Regions from separate parts of the Sus scrofa genome. Here regions 1, 2 and 3 are each linked to region 4. The links are chromatin contacts, called in public HiChIP or PLAC-seq and promoter capture Hi-C maps. All regions are on one chromosome and are shown on one strand. The core of a region is the stretch at or near the end of the contact, and the rest is flanking DNA. Distances in the headings are between cores, read along the strand shown.

Region 1 (2,688 bases), core at 185-2,684, 200 kb after region 4:
GGACAGCCCCAGACCCATCTTCGGAGTGTATACAAACTATACTAGAGGAAGTGTGAGCCCCGGCCTGCTGTCTGGGGTGGGCCCAGGAAGAACAGGGCTCCAGTCAGACCGGCCCTTCTCCAAGGGCCTCCCCAGCACACTCTCTCCCCCAACTGCAAAGCACAAAGCTCAGAGGATGACCTGGCGAAGGACCAATTTTTGCCACTTTTGGTGAGAATATAATTGCCTCAGAATGAAAAGAATGTTTCAAAGGGGGATGAGAGGAGTTCCCACTGTGGCACAATGGAATCGGTGGTGTCTTGGGAGTGCTAGGAGGCAGGTTCCATCCCCAGGCCAGCACAGTGGGTTAGGGATCCGCTGGGGCCACAGCTGCAGCTTAGGTTGCAACTGTGGCTTGGATCTGATCCCTGGCCAGGGGAACTTCATATGCCACCAGAAGGCTGAAAAAAAAAAAGAAAGAAAATAAAAGGGAGATGAGAAAAGTATTCCAGGCACATGTAACAGCATATGCAAAAGTCAGGGGCAGGAATTCCCTTTGTGGCTCAGCCTTAAGGAACCTGACAAGTATCCTTGAGGCTGCAGGTTCCACCCCTGGCCTTGATCAGCGGGTTAAGGATCTGGCATTGCCATGCGCTGTGGTGTAGGTCGCAGCTTCTGCTCGGATCTTGAGTTGCTGTGGCTGTGGCATAGGTCAAATCACAGCTCCAATTAGACCCCTAGCCTGGGAACTTCCATATGCTGCTTTTTGGCTAAGAAACCAAAAAAAAAAAAAAGAAAAAGAAAGAAAGAAAAAAAGTCAGGGGCAGTGGTGTTCCAGCAGTTAACACACCCATGCTAAAAACATTAATTTACGTAAAGATTGAATACAAATGCAGGTTTTTTGTTTTTTTGTGTTCTGTTTGTTTGTTTGTTTGTTTGTTTTAAGCATAAGGCTTCCGGGATGAGCAAGATACACAAAAGCAGCCCTAGGAGTTCCGTCGTGGCTCTGTGGTTAACGAATCCGACTAGAAACCATGAGGTTGCGGGTTCGATCCCTGGCCTCGCTCAGTGGGTTAAAGATCTGGCGTTGCTGTGGCTCTGGCGTAGACCGGTGGCTATAGCTTCGATTGGACCCCTAGCCTGAGAACCTCCATATGCCACGGGAGCGCCCCAAGAAATGGCAAAAAGACAAAAAAAAAAAAAAAAAAAAAAAAAAAAAAGCAGCCCTAGCCTCCTGAGCTTAAGATCCAAGATTAACGATAGCCTGGTCTCCGCCTCACCTCGTGTGCCCCTGGGCAACCCGCTGGTTCTCTCTCTTTGGTGTTTAAATTAAGTTTCTGACCTACTCCGCAGGGCTGTTGTGGGAAGTGACACCCGCAGGGTTGTTGTGGGAAGTGACACCCGGGGGAGGAGCACCCTGCGGAGTTCCTCACCAAGCAGGCCTTGACAAATGTTAGTTTCCTTTCGCTCCAGCAAGTTCTTTGCCAGTTTGTCCTCCCCGGAGCCTCTGGGTCAGCTGGCCTCCTCTCCCAGGCTTCTCCGGCTTTATGAGCCCTACTCCCTCCCTCCTACCCTCTCTGGTGGCACCAGGTGACACCATCCTCCACAGGTCCCCCTCCCGCGGCCACTCAGCCCGACCCCATTCTGCCGGCCTCCCCCAGCTGCTGCGGACAGCCATCCTGAGGGTGAAGCCAGGGCCGCGCCTTCCCTGCTAGGCTGCAGCCCCCAGCTCTGCTCTGGCCCCGGGGCGGCGGGGGGACGTCCCAGGCTGAGCATCCGGACGATCGAGCTCCCTCTAAAGAAAGGCAAGCGCCACGCCGCCCCCGCAGTCACCCGAATCTCGGGATCCTGGCTTCCGGGCTCGGCCATTGCCCGGCGCAGAGCGCCCCCTCCCCGCGCCCGCAGCTGTCCCCTCCTCCCGTCACCAACCTGCTGCCGGCCAAAGGGAGGAGACAACGGCACAGCCCACTGCTGCGGCCACTCGGAGCCCGGGCTGCCGGCGCCTTCCACTGGCCAGGCGGGAGCGGGGGAGGCCCGAGCCGCCGAGCCCTGCCCCACGCCCCTTCCGCGCCGCCCACCGCCCGCGGCGGATCCTGGAGCATCTAAGAGGCGCTGCGAGCCGGGCGGGTGGCCGGGGGACGGACGCGGCGCCGCGGCGGGAGCGCGGAGCTGGGCGAGGGGCGCACGATCCCCCCTGCGTGGAGGCGCAATGGAGTGGGCCGGCCGGGGAGTTGAGGGCTCCGGGTTTGAACCTGCCAACTTCTCCAGCGGGCAGGGGCGAGCGCCAGGGCGGCGGCGAGGGCGAGTGAGTGCGGCGGGGTGGGGCGGCAGCAGACGCCCGGGCCGCCCGGAGTTGGGCCGCCGGCCGGACCACCTGCCACCCAGGGGAGGGTCCCGGTGGGGAGAGTGGGGCGGTCTGCCCCAAGCACCCTGGCCCCAACCGGGGCAGAGGGCACCGGGCCGGGCTGGACTGGGGCGTTCGGGAGGCGGGCGAGCCCATGTTGCTGAGAGGCCGCAGGAAGGTTTGCTAGACGCGAGGCGCGGGTGCGTGCAGGGCTCCAGCGAACCGTCCCCATGCAGCCACTCTCCTGCAGTCCCAGGAAGGGGGCTTTAAGCCCAGGATGCCTTCTCCCGTCAACCTGGGCACCTTCAAACAAGATCTTGAGGGCGAGGATTGCAGCTTGTAGGGCCAGACACCCTCCCTTAGAA
Region 2 (2,688 bases), core at 51-2,550, 160 kb after region 4:
CCATATGCCGTGAGTGCGGCCCTAAAATGAAAAACAAGCAAACGAAAAAAGCCTTTGGGGTCAGACACACCTAGGTTCAAATCCTGCCTCTGCCTTTTCCTGGCTGTGTGACCTTGGGCCAGTGAATGGGCCTCTCTGAGCCTTACTCCTCTCCCCCATAATGAGGGGACATTGTGAGCATCCAGTAAGGTCTGAGTGGCATCCGACCCAGAGTAGGGCTCAGGGATTGTCCCTCTTAGAGGCTGTTTCCTGAAGCCAGCTCTAAGCTGTCTTCACTAGATCCCCGGTCATTCTGGGGATGTTTACAAGTTTCCAAAGGAACCGCTCTCTCATTGGATACCCTCAGCCTGCAGGGAGGCAGGGCGGGCATCAGCACAACTCTACAGAGAGAAAGCAGAGACATCATCAGGTGAGGGGACTCGCCCAAGGTCATAGCATCAGAGGGTCTGGAAATGGGATGGAGGGAGCCTTTGAGGTCATTGCCTGACCAGCCCCCTGGGGTTGCAGGCAGGAGGCTGAGCCTGGCGCAGGGAAGTATCTGACCCAGAGTCATGCAGGCAGTTTTAAAGCCGAGATGGGAACCCAGAAATGGTGCCCCAGGCCAGCGCTCCTCCCAGATGAAGCCCAGCTCAGAACACACCCTGGGGTTTCTCCACCCAGCTCCTGGCACACCAGGCCACCCACACCCCAAACGGCGGGGAGAAGTAGCCTTGCACTCCTTCTGTGGTGCAGGAGTCCGGTTTGGGCAGGAGAAAAGGCCCTAGGGGTCTGTCCCTCCCCCCAGTTCCAAAGCAGGGTGAGAGTCCCCATCCATCAGCCTCCGGGGTTGGGAGCCCTGGGCACAAAAGCTCCAAATGGCCGCAGCCTGGCGTTGTCCTGTTGCCACGGCAATGGCACATCCCTCACTCTCCGATCCACTTCCTTCTCCCGGGCTCCAGCCAGTTCTTCCCGCCTCCAGCTCTTGGAAATAAACCCGGCCGGGTTTCCAGCCCCGAGGGGGTGCCAGGCCGGAGAGCCAGATTCCAGCGAGCGAAGGATCCCCAGCCCGACAGCCGCCCACCCCGTGGGCCTCACCCGGTCGGACTGCAGCTCTTCCCCCTGGCACAGGCGGCTGAGGAAGGACTTCTGCTCCCTGCATAGCGTCTGCCGGGTGGTCAGGAACACCGTGCCCCCCACGTTGAGCCGCACCCACTTGCCCCAGCCGCCCGCCCCCGCCGGCGGCGCTGCCTCGCCGGCCTCCATCCTCATCGCTCTTCCCAGCGTCTGCATCCTCCCGGCGAGGCGGCTGGAGGCGGGCAGGTACCGCGCGCAGGGCATGCCGGGAGCTGTAGTTCGCACCGCCCCCCGCAGGTGGAGCCCCGGCTGAGGGTCCCCCGACCCCCGCGATCCTGCCTTCCCCAGTCCTGCCCTCCTTTACCCTTCCTGGAAGACCCGCAAGCGGGTGTCTCTTAAAGAAGTCCTTGGCCAAATTACTCTGGAGAAGGTCAAGTTGTTATTTTTCTGTCATTTTTTTAAAGTTGCGTTGAAGTCTAGTTGATTTACAATGTGAGAATTTCTGCTGTACAACAAAGTGATTCAGTTGGACATGCACACGTCTATTCTCTTTCGGACTCGTTTCCCACATAGATGATCACAGAACATTGGGTAGAGTTTTCTGTGCTGCACAGGTACGGGTTGGCCAGTCATTCATACCTCAGTGCGCATGTGCCAATCCCAACCCCCTCCCCCCCCCGACCATTCCAGCCCCACCCCCTCACCAGAAGTGACGGTCAAGTTCCAAGTCACTGGGAGAAGAGTGAGTGAGACCCCAAGCCAGCAATCGTCCTCTTTGGTCTCCCAGCATCATTTTCCTTTTGTCCAATATGGGTTATCAAACAGCTGACATGAGAAGAAGGGCCAAGGGCTGAAGGGAAGCTTTCCTCCTTAATTTCCTTTCCTTCTCATGGTTTCAGTCCTGGTCCTGGAGTAGGGGGAGGACCTGAGACTTTGCTCCATGATGCCAGTGTCACAATGCCAGTGTCACACCCACTGGCCCCGCACACTGGGCAGCCTGGCCCTGCACTGGGGGAAAGCTTATAACTCCTCCAGCTCTGCTTTCCCCTTGGCAGGGAAAGTGGCACTGCTACCAGACTCCTGCTCCTAGGAACTTGTGTTCTCTTAAGCACAAGTTCAAGTGTGAACTTGAGCAACTTCCCCCCTGAACTTCAGTTTTCCCTGAATAGAGAATTAGAATAGTTGCTACTGGGGAGTTCCTGTTGTGGCTCAGTGGGTTAAGAACCCCACACAGTATCCCTGAGGATGTGCATTCAATCCCTGGACTCGCTCAATGGGTTAAGGATCCCACGTTGCCACATTTGTGGTGCAGGACACAGATGTGGCTTGGATCCAGCATTGCTGTGGCTGTGGTATAGGCCAGCAGCTGCAGTTCCGATTCGACCCTTAGCCCAGGAACTTCCATATGTCGAGGGCCTAAAAAGCCAAAAAAAAAAAAAAAAAAAAAAAAAAAGAGAGAAAGAAAGAAAGAAAAGAAAAGAAAAAGAGGAGTTCCCATCATGGCTCAGTGGTTAATGAATCCGACTAGGAACCACGAGGTTGCAAGTTCCATCCCTGGCCTCGCTCAGTGGGTTAAGGATTTGGTGTTGCCGTGAGCTGTGGTGTAGGTCACAGACGCATCTCGGATCCCATGTT
Region 3 (2,688 bases), core at 166-2,665, 210 kb after region 4:
TCAGACTGTTTCCTGCCAGCAGAATTTGGGAGTCTACTGATCTCTTTTTATTTTGTACTATCTCTGTCCTTTTAACTCCAGCTGGCACTATTTTTACTGATACAGTTTTCTTAAAAGCTGTGAAACTGAAGTTGCCATTGTGGTGCAGTGGAAACGAATCCGACTAGTAAGCATGAGGTTGCAGGTCGATCCCCGGCCTTGCTCAGTGGGTTAAGGATCTGGTGTTGCCTTGGGCTGTGGTGTAGGTCACAGGCATGGCTTGGATCCTGATTGCTGTGGCTGTGGGGTAGACTGACAGCTGTAGCTCTGATTAAACCCCTAGCCTGGGAACCTCCATATGCCACAAGTACAGCCCTAAAAAGCAAAAAAAAAAAAAAAAAAAAAAAGAAAAGAAAAGAAAAATAAAAGAAAGAAAATAAACTTATAGTGGTCCACTCCACTAGACAAAAGGACAAAAGTCCCATTCTTTTTTCTACTGGGGCTCTCGCTAAGGGACAGCATCCTTAAGCTTCCAAGAGGCCTTATTGTTCTATTGAGAGGATCTCTGAGAAGCAATCCTGGGAGTTCCTGTTGTGGTGCAGCTGAAACAAATCCAACTAGGAACCATGAGGTTACAGGTTCAATCCCTGGCCTCACTCAGTGGGTTAAGGATCTGGCGTTGCCGGGAGCTGTGGTGTAGGTCGAAGATGCAGCTTGTATCTGGTGTTGCTGTGTCTGTGGTGTAGGCTGGCAGCTATAGCTCCAATTAGACCCCTAGCCTGGGAACCTCCATATGCCGTAGGTGCGGCCGTAAAAAGACAAAAGGAAAAAAAAAAAGAAGCAATCCCAGTTGTAGTTCAGCACATTAAGAACCCACTAGTATCCATGAGGAAGCAGGTTTGATCCCTGGCCTCACTCAGTGGGTTAAGGAGCCAGCATTGCCACAAGCTGCAGGGTAGGTTGCAGACACGGCTCAGATCTGGTGTTGCTGTGGCTGTGGTTCTTAACCAGCTCTGAGTTTATCAGTAGACCAATTTGCTGGATGACCTCAGACAAATTACTCTCCCTCTCTGGAGCTCAGGTTCTTTATTTATAAAATGAAGAGATTGGATTAACTAATCTAAAAATCACTTAAGGAGTTTCCATGGTGGCCCAGGGGGTCAAGAATCCAACTGCAGGAGTTCTCACTGTGGTGCAGCAGAAACGAATCTGACTAATATCCATGAGGACATGGGTTCGATCCCTAGCCTCGCTCAGTGGGTTAAGGATCCAGCATTGCTGTGAGCTGTGGTCACAGATGTGGCTCGGATCCATTGCTGCTGCGGCTGTGGTGTAGGCTGGCAGCTGCTGCAGTTCCGATTCAACCCCTGGCCTGGGAACGTCCATATGCCACTGGTATGGCCCTAAAAAGAAAAAAGAAAAATCACAAAGGAAGAAGAGGAGCCCTGGGCCCCCAGACTGCTTGAGAAAGGCCTTGAGGCAGTGATGATGGAGATGACCAGGGCTTTCCAGACAAGGCACAGCCCAATGCCAAGGTCCAGGAGGCAGGCCCAGTGCCAGGGTGGTGGGTGGATGGGGCAGGGGGCTCCTGGGTGCCAGAGAGCCCTGAAGGCAGCATGGAGGGACCTCTGATCAGGCTGGGCCGATGGCCATGGGCATCCCCGTTCAGCCCTTGTTCGTTGTTACCGTCTGTGTCGTTTGATATGATTGTGTTTCTCTGTCTACAGGACTAGGCTTGGAGTTCTCTGTCCCAGAGCAAGAGCCGATGGAGCTGGGCCACCGACCAGGTAGGACAGGCCGACCAGGGTCACGCCGAGGGCACACGTGGGGCTTCTGGAGGGCCTCCCTGGGGGCGCAGGGACCAGCCCCTTCCCCCTCTCCCTCAGTCCTGCTTTGGCCTCCAGACCCACTGTGTGACCTGACATCCTTGGGGTGATCCGTTCAAAGACAGAAAGGAAAGAGAGGGAAAGCAATAGTGCTGAGCCCCTCCCAGCTGCCAGGCCTGGGGATTGTGACCTCTCTCTCAGGTCCCCTCTTGTAACCGAACACAAGTTCCAGGGGGTCCTACCCACAGTGAGGCCAAACAAAATGAAGTTTAAACTTGGCGCAAAGAAAATGTTGATTGCAGGACCAAGAAAGGAGAGGGGCTGGCTTGTGCTCAGAAACCTCCAAACTCCCCGTTGTTTTGGGAAGGAGAAGTTTTTTTGGTTTGTTTTTCTCTGTTTGTTCATTTCTGGCGGTCCTGCAGCATGTGGAAATCCTGGGTCAGGGATCAGAACCGAGCCATAGCTGTGACCTATGCCACGGCTGAAGCAAGCCTGGATCCTTAACCCACTGAGCCGGGTCAGGGGTTGCACCTGCGTTCCAGCACAGCAGAGACGCCACCAACCCCCTTGCATCGCGGTGGAAACTCTAGGGGGGAACGTTTTTATAGGCAAAATTTGGGGTAAGGACTGCGGGGCGTGTGACTTTCTTGTGATGGGTTGGCGGTGAGGTCGCAGAATGATGCTCCGGGAATCTTGCCCTCAGCCCTAAATCATCATTCTCAACTGAGCAGGAGCCATAGTTCTGCAGAAAAGCTCAAAGATATTGCTCCGTTTATCCCATAATGAATATCCAGAGTCCTCCTTTATCACTGCATTGTTATTTCTTTTTTTTTTTTTCTTTTTACGGCTGCACCTTCGGCATATGGAGGTTCCCAGGCTAGGG
Region 4 (2,694 bases), core at 169-2,668:
TCACCTGAGGCACATGGAAGTTCCCAGGCCAGGGATCAAACCCACCCCTCTGTAGTGACCTGAGCTGCTGTGGTTGGAGTCTTAACCCACTGCACCCCAGCGGGGACGCCTCTTTTTTTTTTCTTTAATAAGCATTTTATTTTGGAATAATTTCAGATTTCTAGCAAAATTGCAGGAACAGTAAGAAAATTCACAATATCCTTCACCCAGTTTCCCCTTATGTTCACAGCATTTGCATAACCGCAGTGCATTTGTCGAAACTAACACTTGGTACAATACCGATATCTAATTTCAGATTTGTTTTGGATTTTGTAACTTTTTCCACTAATTTTTTTTCTCGTTCCAGGATCTAATCCAAGATCCCACATTACACTTAGTGCATTGTTTTTGTTAGATTAACACGGAGGTTGCCCTGTAGGGTCGTGGTGGTTGGGAAAAGAATGTGGATTTGGGGGAGTAGCCAGAACGAAGTCCTTCGGTGTGGCCTGTGTGGCACCCGGGGTGGGTCATCGGGGGACACTTGGCCTCCCTGACCCCAGCTGGGTGCCGCGAAGTGCCTTCCACTGCCTCAGCTCCACCCGTGCAGAGCACAGATGTTTGTTGGCAGGTTTTAATCATTGGCTGGCCAAGTGCTGGCGCAGGTCCGTGGAGAGACTGCATTTCCCTTTCTGCAAAAGCCATTTTCAGCAACGCTGTAGCTTGTGTGTAAGCTTCTGGAAGGTTCAGCTCCAGGTGCCCCCAGGGCAGGGAGTGGGAGGGGTGCTGGGCGCCCAGCACCTGGCACTCCACACCCTTCTACTGGTTTCCCAGTTTGTCCTGCGTGAGTCTGGGGTGGGTGACTGGTGGCTCTGCCCATCCCCTCCTGCCCCTTGTCCCTGGAGCTGGAAGGGCGCTGGGCGTGGAGAGCAGTGGCGGCGAAGAGAAAGAGCAGGTGAACTTGGAGCCCGGGGCAAGGGTCCAGGGCTGCTCAGACCCTGAGTCTCCCTGAGGCCAACGGGGCGCCCTCGCCCTCCCCACCTGCTACAGAATTCAGGCTCTGTGTCCAGACTGCAGCTGGGGTGAGGGAAGAATGTGGAGGCCCCTAGCCTCGGGGTTGATTTCAGGCAGGGCTTTCCTAGTCAGCAAACTGATTTCTCAGAGCCTCTGTTTCAGCATTGTTAAGATGGGCCACAATTCCGGAGACCTGGGGGGCCTCCAGCGCGGGGCCTGGCTGGCCTGGGCGCTGCCTTCTGTTTCCCCTTCTCCATCAGCTGATCCCCACCTCCCTTTCTGCCTCATCCCCCCATCTCCCTCCACATTCAAGGGGTCCCACACTGGCCCCGCTGCTTGGCCAGGCTGTCCCCTCTGGCCGGTCCTCTCTCTGACACCAGCTTTCAAGTCCTGGCTTGAACGCCACTTCGCAAGCGCCAGCTCACCCTCTGTGTGATTCTGTGGTCCCCTCCCTGTCAGTCTTCCGTGGCCCCATCACTTCCTGCCCCGTTTTATGGACACCTGTGATGGGACTGTATCTTCCACCGGGACCTGCTGTAGTACCACTCACATCCTGGACTCATCAGCACCCAGTACAGTGCCTGGCACACCGTAGGTGCTCATTAAATGCTTATTGCTTAGAATTGAGGTGAGCTACGTCTTTGGAAGCCTCGAGTTCTCAAAGAACAGCTCTGGCCCTGCCCTTGGGAGGAAGCCTCCAGCTGAGAGGGTCCCCAGGTCTCCGGTTGGTGCTCCAGAGCAGGGATGCCCAGGGTAGGGCTCTGCCCAGCACCTGACAGCCACCCCACCCTCCGGTGGTTCTGCCAGACCGCATGCTCCGCCTTCTGCAAACGGCCGCGGGGGCAGCAGCTTGGGTAAGTTCCCCTTCCGCTTCCTCCTGCCTCCTGTCCCGCTGCTGCTGCTGCTCCTCGCTCAGGGCCCCCCTCCAGGCTCTCCACAGCCCCGGTGCCTGCAGAAGCGCTCCGCGCCCCCAGCTGTCACCACCACCGCCTCCCAGGCCTCAGACGCCATGCAGGCCATCAAGTGTGTGGTGGTGGGAGATGGGTAGGTACCTGGTGGGACTTGCTCCCAGCTCCCTCCTGGGGGAGCCCTGAGGCCCTCCCCCTCCCCACGCCCCTGGGAGGCGGCTTCCCCTGCCCTGCAGATCCAGGGTCCCTGGGAGGCAGCTGGAGGAACCACTCCCTTTTTCTCCCAGGGCCCAGAGGGAACCTCAGGACAGTGAGCTTCACCCTCGCTGCCCACCTCACCCCGGAAGCTGCCTGGGTTGAGGGTACAGGACTGAACTCGGGTGTGCCCGGGGCCCCTCACCTGCACCCCGAGACCTGGGGCAGGTCTCCCATGCACCCTCAGTCTTAACTGTGGATGCCGGCAGGGGGTGGTCCCCAGGCTGGCTTGGGCTCTAGTCACTGGCTTGCACTGCTGTGTGGCCTTGGGTGAGTCACAATGCCTCTCTGAACAGCTCTGTTGTCTGCAAAGAGGCCCTTGATGCCAGGTCACTTGGGATGTTCTGAGTGTTGGTCCTGTGCCTATACGCTCAGTCAAGAGCGCCTCTCACCCCCAGGCCTGCCTGGCTGGGGAGGGTGTGGGTGGATGTGGGGGAGGAGGTGGGGGGAGGGGTGAGAGAGGCCCCGCTGGGAAGGAGGAGAGAAGGGTGGCGGGTGAGCTGATCAATGCGGGCCAGGCTCCGCTGAGGGGGCTCCTCGG

The links. Promoter capture Hi-C pulls out the DNA fragments that hold promoters and counts their contacts. HiChIP or PLAC-seq counts read pairs in DNA pulled down with a chosen protein or histone mark.
Region 1: an H3K27ac HiChIP or PLAC-seq map of alveolar macrophages shows a contact between it and region 4. The contact joins the promoter of TST here to the promoter of RAC2 in region 4. A contact is called at or near these places in 1 of 5 promoter capture datasets (liver), 6 of 47 Hi-C or Micro-C datasets (alveolar macrophages, embryonic fibroblasts, heart right ventricle and 1 more) and 1 of 2 datasets of contacts at active chromatin or transcription factors (alveolar macrophages).
Region 2: an H3K27ac HiChIP or PLAC-seq map of alveolar macrophages shows a contact between it and region 4. The contact joins the promoter of KCTD17 here to the promoter of RAC2 in region 4. A contact is called at or near these places in 1 of 47 Hi-C or Micro-C datasets (brain) and 1 of 2 datasets of contacts at active chromatin or transcription factors (alveolar macrophages).
Region 3: a promoter capture Hi-C map of liver shows a contact between it and region 4, with 2.3 times the contacts expected there. The contact joins the promoter of TEX33 here to the promoter of RAC2 in region 4.

The regions. Positions count from the first base shown.
Region 1 is chr5:10,747,830-10,750,517 of Sscrofa11.1, forward strand. It overlaps TST (thiosulfate sulfurtransferase), which reads left to right and starts at 1,435. Exons shown (of 3, transcript XM_005663810.2): 1 at 1,435-1,784. MPST (3-mercaptopyruvate sulfurtransferase) reads right to left here and starts at 1,997. Exons shown (of 3, transcript XM_021091532.1): 1 at 1,909-1,997; 2 at 1-440. MIR9819 (microRNA 9819) reads right to left here and starts at 1,781; the gene lies at 1,684-1,781.
Region 2 is chr5:10,717,667-10,720,354 of Sscrofa11.1, forward strand. It overlaps KCTD17 (BTB/POZ domain-containing protein KCTD17), which reads right to left and starts at 1,301. Exons shown (of 7, transcript XM_021091530.1): 1 at 1,075-1,301. The coding sequence starts at 1,269.
Region 3 is chr5:10,766,641-10,769,328 of Sscrofa11.1, forward strand. TEX33 (testis-expressed protein 33) reads left to right here and starts at 1,416. Exons shown (of 5, transcript XM_013997541.2): 1 at 1,416-1,766. The coding sequence starts at 1,745.
Region 4 is chr5:10,552,568-10,555,261 of Sscrofa11.1, forward strand. It overlaps RAC2 (ras-related C3 botulinum toxin substrate 2), which reads left to right and starts at 1,419. Exons shown (of 7, transcript XM_013997536.2): 1 at 1,419-1,844. The coding sequence starts at 1,735.